Regions from separate parts of the Mus musculus genome. Here region 1 is linked to region 2. A link is a contact called in public HiCAR-type data. All regions are on one chromosome and are shown on one strand. Each heading gives the region's core, a stretch centred on a gene start, on an enhancer-like site or on the middle of the called end of the contact. The rest is flanking DNA. Distances are from core to core; before and after follow the strand shown. Region 1 holds the start of Rnf2 (ring finger protein 2). Region 2 holds the start of Tpr (translocated promoter region, nuclear basket protein).

Evidence for each region. HiCAR-type assays count read pairs that join an accessible place to other places.
Region 1: a HiCAR-type map of astrocytes shows a contact between it and region 2, with 4 times the contacts expected there. The contact joins the promoter of Rnf2 here to the promoter of Tpr in region 2. A contact is called at or near these places in 3 of 39 promoter capture datasets (maxillary cranial neural crest, neural stem cells and neutrophils), 2 of 484 Hi-C or Micro-C datasets (B cells and neutrophils), 1 of 115 datasets of contacts at active chromatin or transcription factors (astrocytes) and 1 of 9 other capture datasets (liver).

What each region holds. Positions count from the first base shown.
Region 1 is chr1:151,498,085-151,503,973 of GRCm38.p6, forward strand. It overlaps Rnf2 (ring finger protein 2), which reads right to left and starts at 2,907. Exons shown (of 7, transcript NM_011277.3): 1 at 2,635-2,907.
Region 2 is chr1:150,388,426-150,394,315 of GRCm38.p6, forward strand. Tpr (translocated promoter region, nuclear basket protein) reads left to right here and starts at 4,413. Exons shown (of 52, transcript NM_133780.3): 1 at 4,413-4,588; 2 at 4,931-5,233. The coding sequence starts at 4,519. Odr4 (odr4 GPCR localization factor homolog) reads right to left here and starts at 4,630. Exons shown (of 14, transcript NM_145511.2): 1 at 4,265-4,630; 2 at 1,811-1,931; 3 at 98-232. The coding sequence starts at 1,909.

The DNA.
Region 1 (5,889 bases), core at 1,657-4,156, 1.1 Mb after region 2:
AGCACACTGCAGCTCAGCTCAATAGGACACACTACCAGCCTCATCCACGAGTCCACTTCAGCTGCCAAACGCCCACAAAGCTTTAAAAAAGAATTGAGTACATGGCCAACTCTTTTGGAGTTTTTCTACTCAGGACAAAACTGGTAATGGGCCACCCACCTTCTTAGCATCTACAATCAGGTACTCATTATGATTACCTAGCTAGCTCCTGACACACTAAAGCTAATTTCTAATTAAACACTATGGGTCTCATTACAAATTCAAAGTATCTATGTGAAATCACAACTTATATTTCTACTCCACACACCCACAGAGGAAATACCGAAGACTCACAGAATCAGGTCCAGAGTGTTCAACCTTTAGGGGGAGTATGTTGGGGGATGACGGGTGGGGTTGGGTCTCTATGTAGTTCCAAGCTGGCCTAGAACTCGGAAACTTCCTCTGCCTCTCAAGTGCTGGAATTAAAGTCAGGTGCCACCACATCCAGCTGACACTGTGACAAGACACTGTCATCTACAGACATGCTGCTGGGTTGCCATTCTTAGCTATCCTGGAACCTATGTGGCCAAGGCAGGAGGTTGGGCAGTCCTGACATCAAAAACCTAAGATCAGTAATAGACTAATGAAATTCCAAACATGACTTAAGTCTACATTTCTGTGTACTCTACCTGGGCACTGTCTTAAATGAGCCACAGAGAAAACAAAACTAAATAAATAACAAAGCCCACTAAAGTTCCAGTATTTTGTATGTCTGTAGTGTCTGTTACACTATTTGTTCTAACTGAAAGCTTTCTGTGCAGCACATTAGAGGACCATTATCTTATTTTTCAAATATAAAGGCTATCATAAAGTCTCCTTTTAGAGGCTTGGATTTTGCCTTGTCTGTGCTTGTGAGACAGTCTCATAGCCCACTCTGCTCTTTGTGTAGCCCAGGATGGCCTGTCTCTACTCCTAAAGCTAAGTCAGCTATGTGTCTAAAGTCTACAACTTAGTCTTCATCTGAACTACTGCCCTGTCCCTTCCACACGAGGGATTTAGAGAAATAAGTAAACTTGGAGAAAGTAAAAACCCATATTTGGTGTGATACCTAACAACTGGAGTGTTATATATTTATCAGTTATTTTACTAAATAGATTAGATGTTACCATCAAGTCTTTAAAAAAGGATACCTGTTGATTGTAGCAAGTAGAGATTTTAGAGGGCAAAGAGGTATATCCAGGAGTAATATTGTTGCCGTTTAAGTTCTTTATAAATCAGAGGTTAAAAGTTCAACTTAAGACACAAAATGTAAGACAGCTGTGTTGAATGTCTATAATCTTGTCACCAGGGAAGCTGAGACAGGAGGATTGCCTTAAACTCAGTATCGAGTATGAGGCCAGCTTGCCTGGACAATACTGAATGGGTCGCTGGCAAAAGTAAATAAATAAAAATAAAATAAATCTCAAAATACTGAATGGGTCGCTTGCAAAAGTAAATAAATAAAAATAAAATAAATCTCAAAACCCGACATTTGCTTTATTAAAATATTCAACAATTACAAATAATTAGATACCAATTCCACTAAGTACTCCAGTTGATTATCTCGAAACTATCAAAAAATAATTGAATGCAAATGACTTATGGTACTTTTAATTAAAATATGGCTTAAATTACTTGACACTATGCCTTCCTTTTTTTTTATTTCAAAAGAAATAACCGCATACCAAATACTTAAAAGCCTAGCTAAGCTTTTTCACACACCGTGTAGAAAGTCTGACATTTCCACAACAAGTCACAAGGCATACAAACTTCCGACAGCTTCTTTAAAAAGACACCCAACGGGGCTTCGGGGACATGAATCGGTAATCTGTTCCGGTGGGCAAAAGCAAAGAAAGGAACCTCAAAGTTTCCAAGACCGACCTTTTTTTTTTTTTTTTTTTTTAAACCAACAACAATATCTCTGCGAGTATGAAGGCGACTTCTGAAGCGAGGAAACGATTCTAACAAGGGCCGGGACTCGGGAGCCGACAGGCAGAGGGAGTGGACCAAGGATTTCGGCAAACACAGCCCGGGGTCAAAACGCGAAGCAGCTCGAACCCACGGAGTCGCCCCCTCCCCCAACACCGCCTCCAGGGTGAGCCCGTGGCTCGCGGAGGCGGCAACAGATACTCCGGGGCAGGCGGCGGCTCTCCAGGAATGTGGGGCCGAGAGGGGATCCCGAGCCCACCCCGGTGCCAGGTCCCAAAGGAGAGCTGTCGGCCCGGAGCGCCCCTCCCCGCCCCCACGGCGCCGACCTCCGGGCCCCGCGAGCAAGCCCAGGGCTAAGTTCTCCCAGCGCTCCGGTGCCGCCCTCGAGGCCCCGGCCGCCGTAAGCCCAGGGCCGCGCGGGTGCGCTTCCCCGAAGGGCTCCGGACGCTTCGCCAGCCCGGTGCTCACGGGCCGCGAACAATGAGCCCTCCCGGGCGGGCCGCGAGCGGCGGAGCGAACGGCCGGGGGCGGCGGCGCCATCGCCTCACGGCCCCTCGCGGCCGCGGACACACACACACACACACACCCCCAGCCCCGCCGCCGCTCGGGCCGCGGCCCGTTCCGGGTGCCCCTGCCCCAGCCCGCCGCCCTCGCAGACGTCGCCATCCCCCTCCCTGCCTAGCTCACCGGCTCCTGCCCCAGCCCGGGGGTGCGCTGGCAGTGGCCGGAGCGAGACTCGAGAATCAACCGCCGGCGCCGCCGCACAATATGGCGAGTCTCGGCTTCCGCAATGGAGCTCGGGAAATACAACAGGGGCCGCTCAATATTCATGAGAGACTGGGGAGGGGGGAGCCGGCTCGGCCGGAGCTGCGGGGAGGGCGGGAAGGAGCGAGCGAGCGAGCGAGCGAGCGAGGAGGCGGAGGCGCGGGACGCGGACGCGCACCGCGCGGGGAGGCCCCTGGCGTAGGGGAAGGGGCGTGCCTAGTGCAGGCCCGGACCGCCGGGCCACGCCCACACCCTGGCCCTGGCTCCGCCCCCGCCCGTGGCTACAGCTCGCCAGACGCCCCCAGCGCCGGCGCAGCCCCCAGCCAACGCCTGCTGACTTGGGCGTCTTCTTTCTGTCTGTTTCCCCCGTCCTGGAGCCTTTCTGGGCCTGTCTGAGCCCACAGGTTGCGCCTTCCCTCCCGCTGCTGAGGTTTCGATTTGGGCTTCCAGCCCCTGACTTCGTCCTCGTCCTCGTAGTCATCCCAGCCCAAGTAAATCCTCAGGGTTTCTGCTGCAGAACTTTCCGGACTTTGGATCTCTAAGGCATACAAAGCCAGCAAGATCTAAGGAAAGTGACCTTCAACTCTGGAAATAGGCGCTTGTTAGTACGTCCCTAATGATCTCCTTGCTACTCTTTATATCGACCTCCTTGACGCTTTCAGTGTTCTGAATTTGAAAATATAAGTAGCCATAGATAGTTGTCATTACCACCACCACTACCCAAAAAAATAGCCTGCAAGTTGTCACTCGGTAATTCCTGCATTTAACTTTTAAGTAACACGTAGGAAAAAAAGTTCCCTAACTTCAAAATGTTTCATTGGTCATGGTCTCTTGAAAGGATAATCAAGAATAGCAGATGATAAATGGGAAGGCACTTAATTTGCACTGCACTGAAATTGGGCGAGGTGGCTTATAGCTTCCAGTAACGTTATTATGGAATTCCTTTTCTGTGGCTTAAAATTTTCTTACTTATTGTATTATTCGGGGTTTTCTATAGAAACAACTAATAGAATGCATATATATTAAATATATTCAGCATATAGAGAGGGGGGATATTAAGTATATGCAATATAGAGAGAGGTGGGGTGGGTATTAGAGTGGCTTACAGGCTGTGGTCTAAGCCAACAGTACTGTCTCCAAACTACAAGGTGAAGAACCTAGTAGTTTTAAGCCCTTGGTGCTGGCTGTGTCAGCGGGTCGTTGGCCTATGTTGGAATCCAAAGAAGTGTTTTTTAATATCAGTAAAGTAATGTCTCAGCATCAGATCTTGCTGGCGAAAGCTTTCTACTCACCCCTTCCTTTTTTGTATGCTACCACAGAAGGTGTGGCAAAGAGTTCAGATGGGACTTCAAGGCTTGAATGATCCAATCAAGAAAACATTCACGAGTGTGCTCAGTTGTTTGGTGTTTTGTTAATCCCAGATGTGACCAACCAGGATTGGTGCTCACACTTACTGTCCACTCTAGCAATTTAAAAAGCCCAAGGTTAAACTTTTCCCGGGATGTGAATCAAAGCCAAAATAACCCCGAGTGTTGTGTTCCTCCATCCTCTGGAGACGGGTAGTCTGGAGCAGAAACACTGACCTTCCATCAAAGCGGAATGTTCATAATTGAGAACTCTTTGCTCTAGTTCAAACGCTTCTGGAAATCGTGATGTGTAACTGCTTGAAGCCAGTCAATCAGTGTTAAGGAAGGCCGTCATTTATAGGGAGCACAGAAGATACAGGTAAATCTAATATCCTATTTAAAGGGTCACAGTAGGATTGTCTTTAAAGAAGAAAACGTATGGGATATTTAGATTAAAAATTATTTAAAAAGTTAGACTTTGGGCTAAAAATCCTTTAGTACAAAGATACTTCTAACAAATCAGTGTGACTTCATCTATTTTACCTCTTCACTGGCATGAGACCAGTCTGCGGTGGCCCACACCTTTAATCCAAGCACTCAGGAGGCATAGACAGATGGATCTCTGTGAGTTCAAGGACAGCCTGGTCTACAGAGTGAGTTCCAGAACAACCAGGGCTACACAGAGAAACCCTGTCTGGAAGAAAACCAAAAAACTTGGAATGGATCATCCTAGATTGGCTTAAACAGGAAAGTTATGTTCTGCCATTTGGTAAGAAATATTTCTAAAACCTTTAGATTCAATACAACACAGGTTTATCGCCTGCTCATCCTTAGTGATTAATTAGAATCAAAATCACTGTTCCAGTCTCTCTGGAAACCAGATTGACAGAGACCTCAATCTCTTAGCTGTAGCCCTTGTGTTAGTCAGGGACCTCTAGAGTAACAGGACTTATAGAATGAATCTCTCTCTAGAGAGAAATGGAATTTATTATACTCACTATGGCTATAGTCCAGCTAACCCAATAATGGCTGCCTATAAATGGACTGTCCAAGAGTCTAGTAGTTCAGTCCACAGGGTGGGATATCTTAGCTAGTCCGTAGTATACGCAGGAATCCCAAAGACGTGGTCTCCAATGCCAGTGAAGGAATGGTTTTGCTAGCAATGCAAGAGCAAGCAGGCAAAGAACAAAAACTTCCTTCTTCCATGTGCTTGCAAAGACTTCCAGCAGAAGCTGTGGCCCTGATTAAAGAGGCCTCTTCCCAGATCAAAGATCCAGATTAGAAGTGGATCTTCCCACTTCAAATTAAGCAAATACCCCTCCATTTTTGGTTTTTGTTAGTTCCAGATATAGTCAAATGGACAACTAAGAATAGCCATCGATGCACCTGAGTCACAGTAATTCATTCTCTGTAGCAGAGAAAGAAAGAAACTGAAGAATAACCGGGAGCTTTCAAAAACTTACTTTGGAAGAGACACGATCACTGATGGAATTCCACTGGCCAGAACCAGTTACCCAAGTCAATACATCTACAAGGATGGTGCATTCTCGAACTTAGCTCAGGAAGAAAAGGAGAGTTAGTTGGGGTGTGTGTGTGTGTGTGTGTGTGTTTGGTTTTGGGTTTTTTGTTTTGTTTTGGTTTGGTTTTGGTTTTGGTTTTTTGAGACAGGGTTTCTCTGTGCAGTCCTGGCTGGACTGGAACTCACTCTGTAGACCAGGCTGGCCTCGAACTCAGAAATCCACCTGCCTCTGCCTCCCAAGTGCTGCGATTAAAGGCGTGTGCCACCACTGCCCAGAGAAAAGGAGAGTTATAAGTGAATAATTGTAATGTT
Region 2 (5,890 bases), core at 3,163-5,662:
CAACCACTGGCACCCATTTAAGGAAAAATATTCCTAAAATTCTAGATTTGTGACCCAGGAAACATTTTTTCTTTTGTTTATAATGAGATTATATTACCTGGCTGGCATGTTCTGTGGCCCATTCTTCATCCAAATTATCCAACTTAGCTCTCGGCTGTTTGACTTTGTCATTTTGTTCCTCTTTGGGTGGTGTTCTAGTGGCAAGAATCACATAATCCTTTTGTGAAGAACACTTTAAAAACAAATTGCAAAAGCTCATTACAGTTACATCTGATGAAAGAATTACATATGGCACACAAAAACTAAATAGTATTTACAGTAATTTAAATTGCTAATACTCATGATGAAAACTATATTCTTGGGGACTGATTTTAGTGAACAGCCTTGGGACATGTCTCTCATATGTATGCTGCTTATCTTTGATGTATGTAACAGCAGCCATTTACTTGGATATCCTAAATATAAATTAGAGTGGTCTTTAGAATGGTGGAAGTAACTCAGGTGGTACAATGATCACCTAGCATGTACAAGACCCTGGTATCAATCTTTTGTTTTTGAACTGGGTTTCACTATAGCCCAGGCTGAAAGAGAAAGAATGCAGAAAATGAAGAAATAAAGATAGTGTGGAGCTGGTTAAGGTAGTTCACACTATAATAAGAATGGTAAGTTCAAAGCCAGTGTGGGCTACATCTCAAAACGCCTGGATTGACAGATACTGAGTGAGGCAGGCAAGCATGGAGGTAGCTTACCTGAGATACTATTTCACTTGGGTCATTGCAAACCTGTCCCCTTTTATAATATACTTTATAGCCTAGTCCCGTAACCTGCAGGAACCATGCACAAACACCTCTCTCCTAGCAGCCTCACTCTCAGACCCCTATCTGTACCAAGCTACATATTTCTTCCATCTCTAAGCAACAATATAGATTTCCTTGTCCTTGGTAAGAACCACATTAGTCAGTTTCTATTGAAGTGTATTCCTAAGATATCTGGTAAGAAGAATAGAAATGTCCAATGAGCCTAAGATAGTTTTAAGAGCACGTGCAGTTAGATAAACTGTCCATCAAGTGAACATGTCAGAAAAAAAAATCTTATACCTATGCATTAAATTAATCAGGTGGATTATGGGGAAGGACATGTAGATTGGGGAAATGAGTATCAGACTTTATCTAACCTAACAACCAAAATGGACAACCACTCAACCTGCATTCTTAAAGGCGAGAATGCCCATCTTTTGAACCCCATAAAACTAAGTCACAAACATAATTTGGGCACTACCTCCCTCATGTGGCCTGCAGTGCATCTGGATTCCTGCTTTGTTCCTTACAAAGTTATCTTGCCACGTTTGCAAATGTGAGTCCTTATTTCCAATTATTTGGATAAGAGGCCAAGAACTTGGAAAGAACTGATCCTGCCTTTGACCACTCTGACAACCACCAGTAACACGGGGGATGAAACTTAGAGCGCTATTTACATATGCTGGGCAAGTACCAGCTGAGCTGTGTATCCGGTCCAAAACACAAAGAAAGCAAAATGTAAATCATGTGGTCAAGGAAGGCTTAAACTGTGACCTTCTGACATTACAAGTTACTTTCAAAGTACCAAAGGGAAAAATAATCATACTTATTCAAGTTTCAACCAGATTTCCTACTCTTTCAAATGTTAACTCAAAGATCCACTTTAGGTTAACTATTTAAGATTCTGTCCCGTCCACATCACAACTTTGAATTTACTAGTAAATCGTATATATAATTGAAACTAATGAGTAATTTGTTTTTATCAACCTGCAGAGTAGCAGACATATACATACCTGTCCTATCAAAAGACCAGAGACAAAAGGTTTTCCCTGGAGGTTGATGCTTGAAAGATACTGGCCAACAGTCTCTTCTACAATGTAGGTTCTTCCCATTATAGACAGCCAATTCAACAGCCTAAATTGCAAGAAATAAAAGTTAGCATTTTGGGGGGAAAAGCGATTTCTGATGTTTTAGCATTGGTGGACAGGCAATAGAACAAAAAGAGTGGCCCATTCCCAAAACTCTCCTATTTCTTGCAGTGATCATTTATAAAATAAGGCATTCTTTTCTGTACAACTAAAATGCAGCTTTGGAAATCTTTTTTTTTTTTAATTTTTTAAATTTATTTTATTTATGTGAGTACACTGTCGCTGTCTTCAGACACACCAGAAGAGAGCATCAGATCTCATTACAGATGGTTGTGAGTAACCATGTGGTTGATGGGAATTGAACTTAGGACCTCTGAAAGAGCAGTCAGTGGTCTTAACTGCTGAGCCATCTCTCCAGCTCCCAGCTTTGGAATTCTTAGTACAGTGCTATAAGAAAAAACTCCCGCTGCTAGGCAGTGGTGGCGCACGCCTTTAATCCTAGCACTTGGGAGGTAGAGGCAGGTGGATTTCTGAGTTCGAGGCCAGCCTGGTCTACAGAGTGAGTTCCAGGACAGCCAGGGCTACACAGAGAAACCCTGTCAAAAAAAAAAAGAAAGAAAGAAAGAACTCCCTTGGGGCCAGAGTGGTGGCTTAACGGTTAGCAGCCCATGCTGCTTTTCCACAGAGCTTGGGTTCGGTTTCCAGCATCCAAGTCCAGAGGTGCACAAATGCCTTTAGCTGCAACTCCAGGAAATCTGACTCCCACTTCTCAAGTCTGCACACATGTAGCTTGTTCACACAAATATACACACCAAACGATAATAAATCCAAAAATCTTTTGAGAAAAGAAAAGAAGGAACAAGAGTCCCAGCCAGATATGGTGGTGCAAGCCTGGAATTGCTGTACCCTTGAGGATGAAACAGACTTGGCGCTTTGAGCTGGAGGCCAGCCAAAGCTATATAGTGAGTTCTGGGACAATCTGATCTAAAGAGTGAAACCCTGCCTGGAAAGACACAGGAAGAAAACAAAACAACAATAACAAATATAATTACCAATTGCCATGAGAAAGCAAAGTTACTTCTCACTCTTGGGATAAGGAAATAAGGATACCATTCAACACATCTAATTTCTTATTTTAGATCTACTCCTTAGCTGCATTCTCTATGACAATTTATTGGTGAACTTCGATATTCTTGTTTCTAAAATATGGAAGCTGAATTTCTGATTAGTTCATTAAGAGGAGAGAGACTCAAATTTGTTTACCCAATAGTGACTGTAAAACGACTGTTTTCTACAAATTGTGCAAGGTGGGAAGGCACAAATGTGTGATTGCTGCTATGAGACAACTCCTAATAACAGCCACTTAGGTAACCAGTCTGCAATGACAATTATCTATATTGCTTCAATTCTACACGGGACATTTTTCTAAGGACTTCACATGTATTGATATTTAATACAAATTCCTGCACGGTAAGTACTATTATTGTCGTCTCCGTTTTATACATAAAGAAATCAAAAAGAAATGTTAAATAACTCCTCCAAATGACTAAAGTAGTGAGTGTGAAAGGTGGGATTTAAGTTCTCTCAATCTGTTTTGCTTGCGGTGGCAATGATACTCAGCCCTTCAATTGAATCATTGCAGGAACATCTCCTGTTCTCATCTCCTGTCCTCTTCTTCAGCTTGTGAATTCAGTTATGAATCTCCTACTAATTTAATCCCTCCCATCCCCTTCATTAAGACAGAGCCTGACTCCTAACACAGGCTGTCCTGGAATGATAACCCCCCCACCTCTTAATCCCTGTAGCTGACACCACAGGCATGTGCTCTCCTTATTTTCAATCAAAAGGCAACAAATTCTTCCAGAAAAGTACCCAGCCATGAAACGAAGTACACGCTGATATTGCTGAGTCGTGTTCGGGAAACAGACATAGTTCTGTTACTGTGGCAAAATGACAAGTGTCTCAATAAAACTGTCCTAAAAATGTTAAAATTAAAAACGTCAACATCAGACATTTGCCTGCAATGTCATCTTACTACATAAACAACAAAATTTGATTTTTTTTCTGTTTAAAATATTAACCAGACTACTTTAATTTCGCACTAAGTCATTCGGTACCTCACACCCACAAAAGCATGTAGGTACCAGGTTTGACACTAAGCTAATCTCCTCCGAACAGGGCTTGAGTGTGCACCAGTGACTGACTGTTCCATATGGTCCCTAAATCCTTTCTTTTCTCCCCGAAAAGGAAGCTGGTGGTGCCCGGGTGCACACATATTCCTTGGCCGACTAACTTGATCTCAGAATGTGCACATGTGGCAAATAAATCCCTGGAGCTTTCTGTCAGCGAGAGAACTCGAGTTAGGGTACAAGTAGCTACCTTCAAAGGCCAGGTGCCACTCAGGTCCCCACGTCCACAGCCAATGATCTCATCAGAAAGCGACAGCAGAGACACTTCCTACTCCAAACGCGGGTCGCGGCCCCAACGGGTGCAGACTGATGACGCAAGCCGTCCCGCACCCATCTCCGCAGCTCTTCTACCCAAGCGAGGGAGGCCTGCACCCCGCCCCTCTCGGGGCACCGTTAAGATCGTGGCGGTAGCCCAGAGCCTGTCGAGACACCCTGCCGTGACCCATGACCTCTGGTGGCTCGGCTTCTAGAAGTGGCCACAGAGGAGTACCCATGACATCCCGGGGTTTTGACGGTAAGGTCGTCTTGCTCCTCCGGGATAAGGACGAGGGTGGCTGCGTACTTATGTAGCGCCCCCGCGCGGGCACTCGTCACAGCCATAGGAGGCGAGCCGGGGGCGGGGAGAAAGAAGGAAGTGGGGCGAGAGGTGCGGCCTGAGCGCGCGTAAGCGGGTGAGAAATACACTACATTTCCCAAGAGTCTCTGGGGCTGGAAACCGGTGAAATCCCCAAAAAACTGGGGCCGAGGCTGCTGTGAACTCGCTTTCCCAGCGTGCCTAGCTCCCGGTGGCTGCGTGCGCAGAGAGGGCGCGGCGGCGCGGCTCTGGCTGCACCTAACGCGGGACTCTCTTTCCCAGGGTCCCGCCGCGGGAGTCTCAGGCGGGCAGGCGCGCGAGAGACCGCGAGCGAGGCGGCGGACGGGGCGGCTCCGGCGGCTGGGCTCCGCGCTTCTCCTTGCTCCTTGGCTTCTCCTTCAGCCGCTGCGGCTGTTGCCGCGATCCCGGCCGACATGGCGGCGGTGTTGCAGCAAGTGCTGGAGCGCCCGGAACTGAACAAACTGCCGAAGTCGACGCAGAACAAACTTGAGAAGTTCCTGGCCGAGCAGCAGTCCGAGATCGACTGCCTGAAGGGGCGGCACGAGAAATTTAAGGTGGAGAGTGGTAAGTGTGGAGACGCTCTTCGCGCTCCGGTCTGGAGCTGGGGCCCGACCTCCTTTGCACGCCTGCCCTCTTCTCCCTGGTGAGGTGTTCAGGTAGCAGCTTCTCAGGCTCCATGTGCAGCGGAGGCCTTCTCTCTTCTCCCCGCTGTGTGGTTTAGATCGGGGGGCGGGGGGATCCTCCCCGATCTAAATCCACCTTCGTTTACCTCGGTTTCCTTTTACTAAGCGTAGTCTTCTGTGGAAACTCCTCAATGGGCCCACCGACAGAAACTGGAGAATTTGGCCCAGTTTGCACCAGATTTTTAGGACTATGCAATCCTAATCTAATGTTGTTTTGCTGTACTTTAAATGACAGTTAAGCGCCCCCCCCCCAGTTTGTTTGTTTTTAAACTGGATTTATAAGCCTTTACCCATTTCCCCCCTTTAGTGCCTTGTTTTAGTGTGTATAGCACCCTGTGATCTAATAATGCAGTAGATGGTCGCGATGAGGAATTTGTATACAAAAGGACGGTACTAGAAAGAGCAATGAAATGCGATAAATGAATATATGGTGGTTCTCCCAGAGCGTTGAGACTTGATAGGAAATATATAATAAAAATATCTGCTTGTACGTTCTTGTCGTTGCTTTTGTATAAGGAAATTAGAGACATAGCTTAAA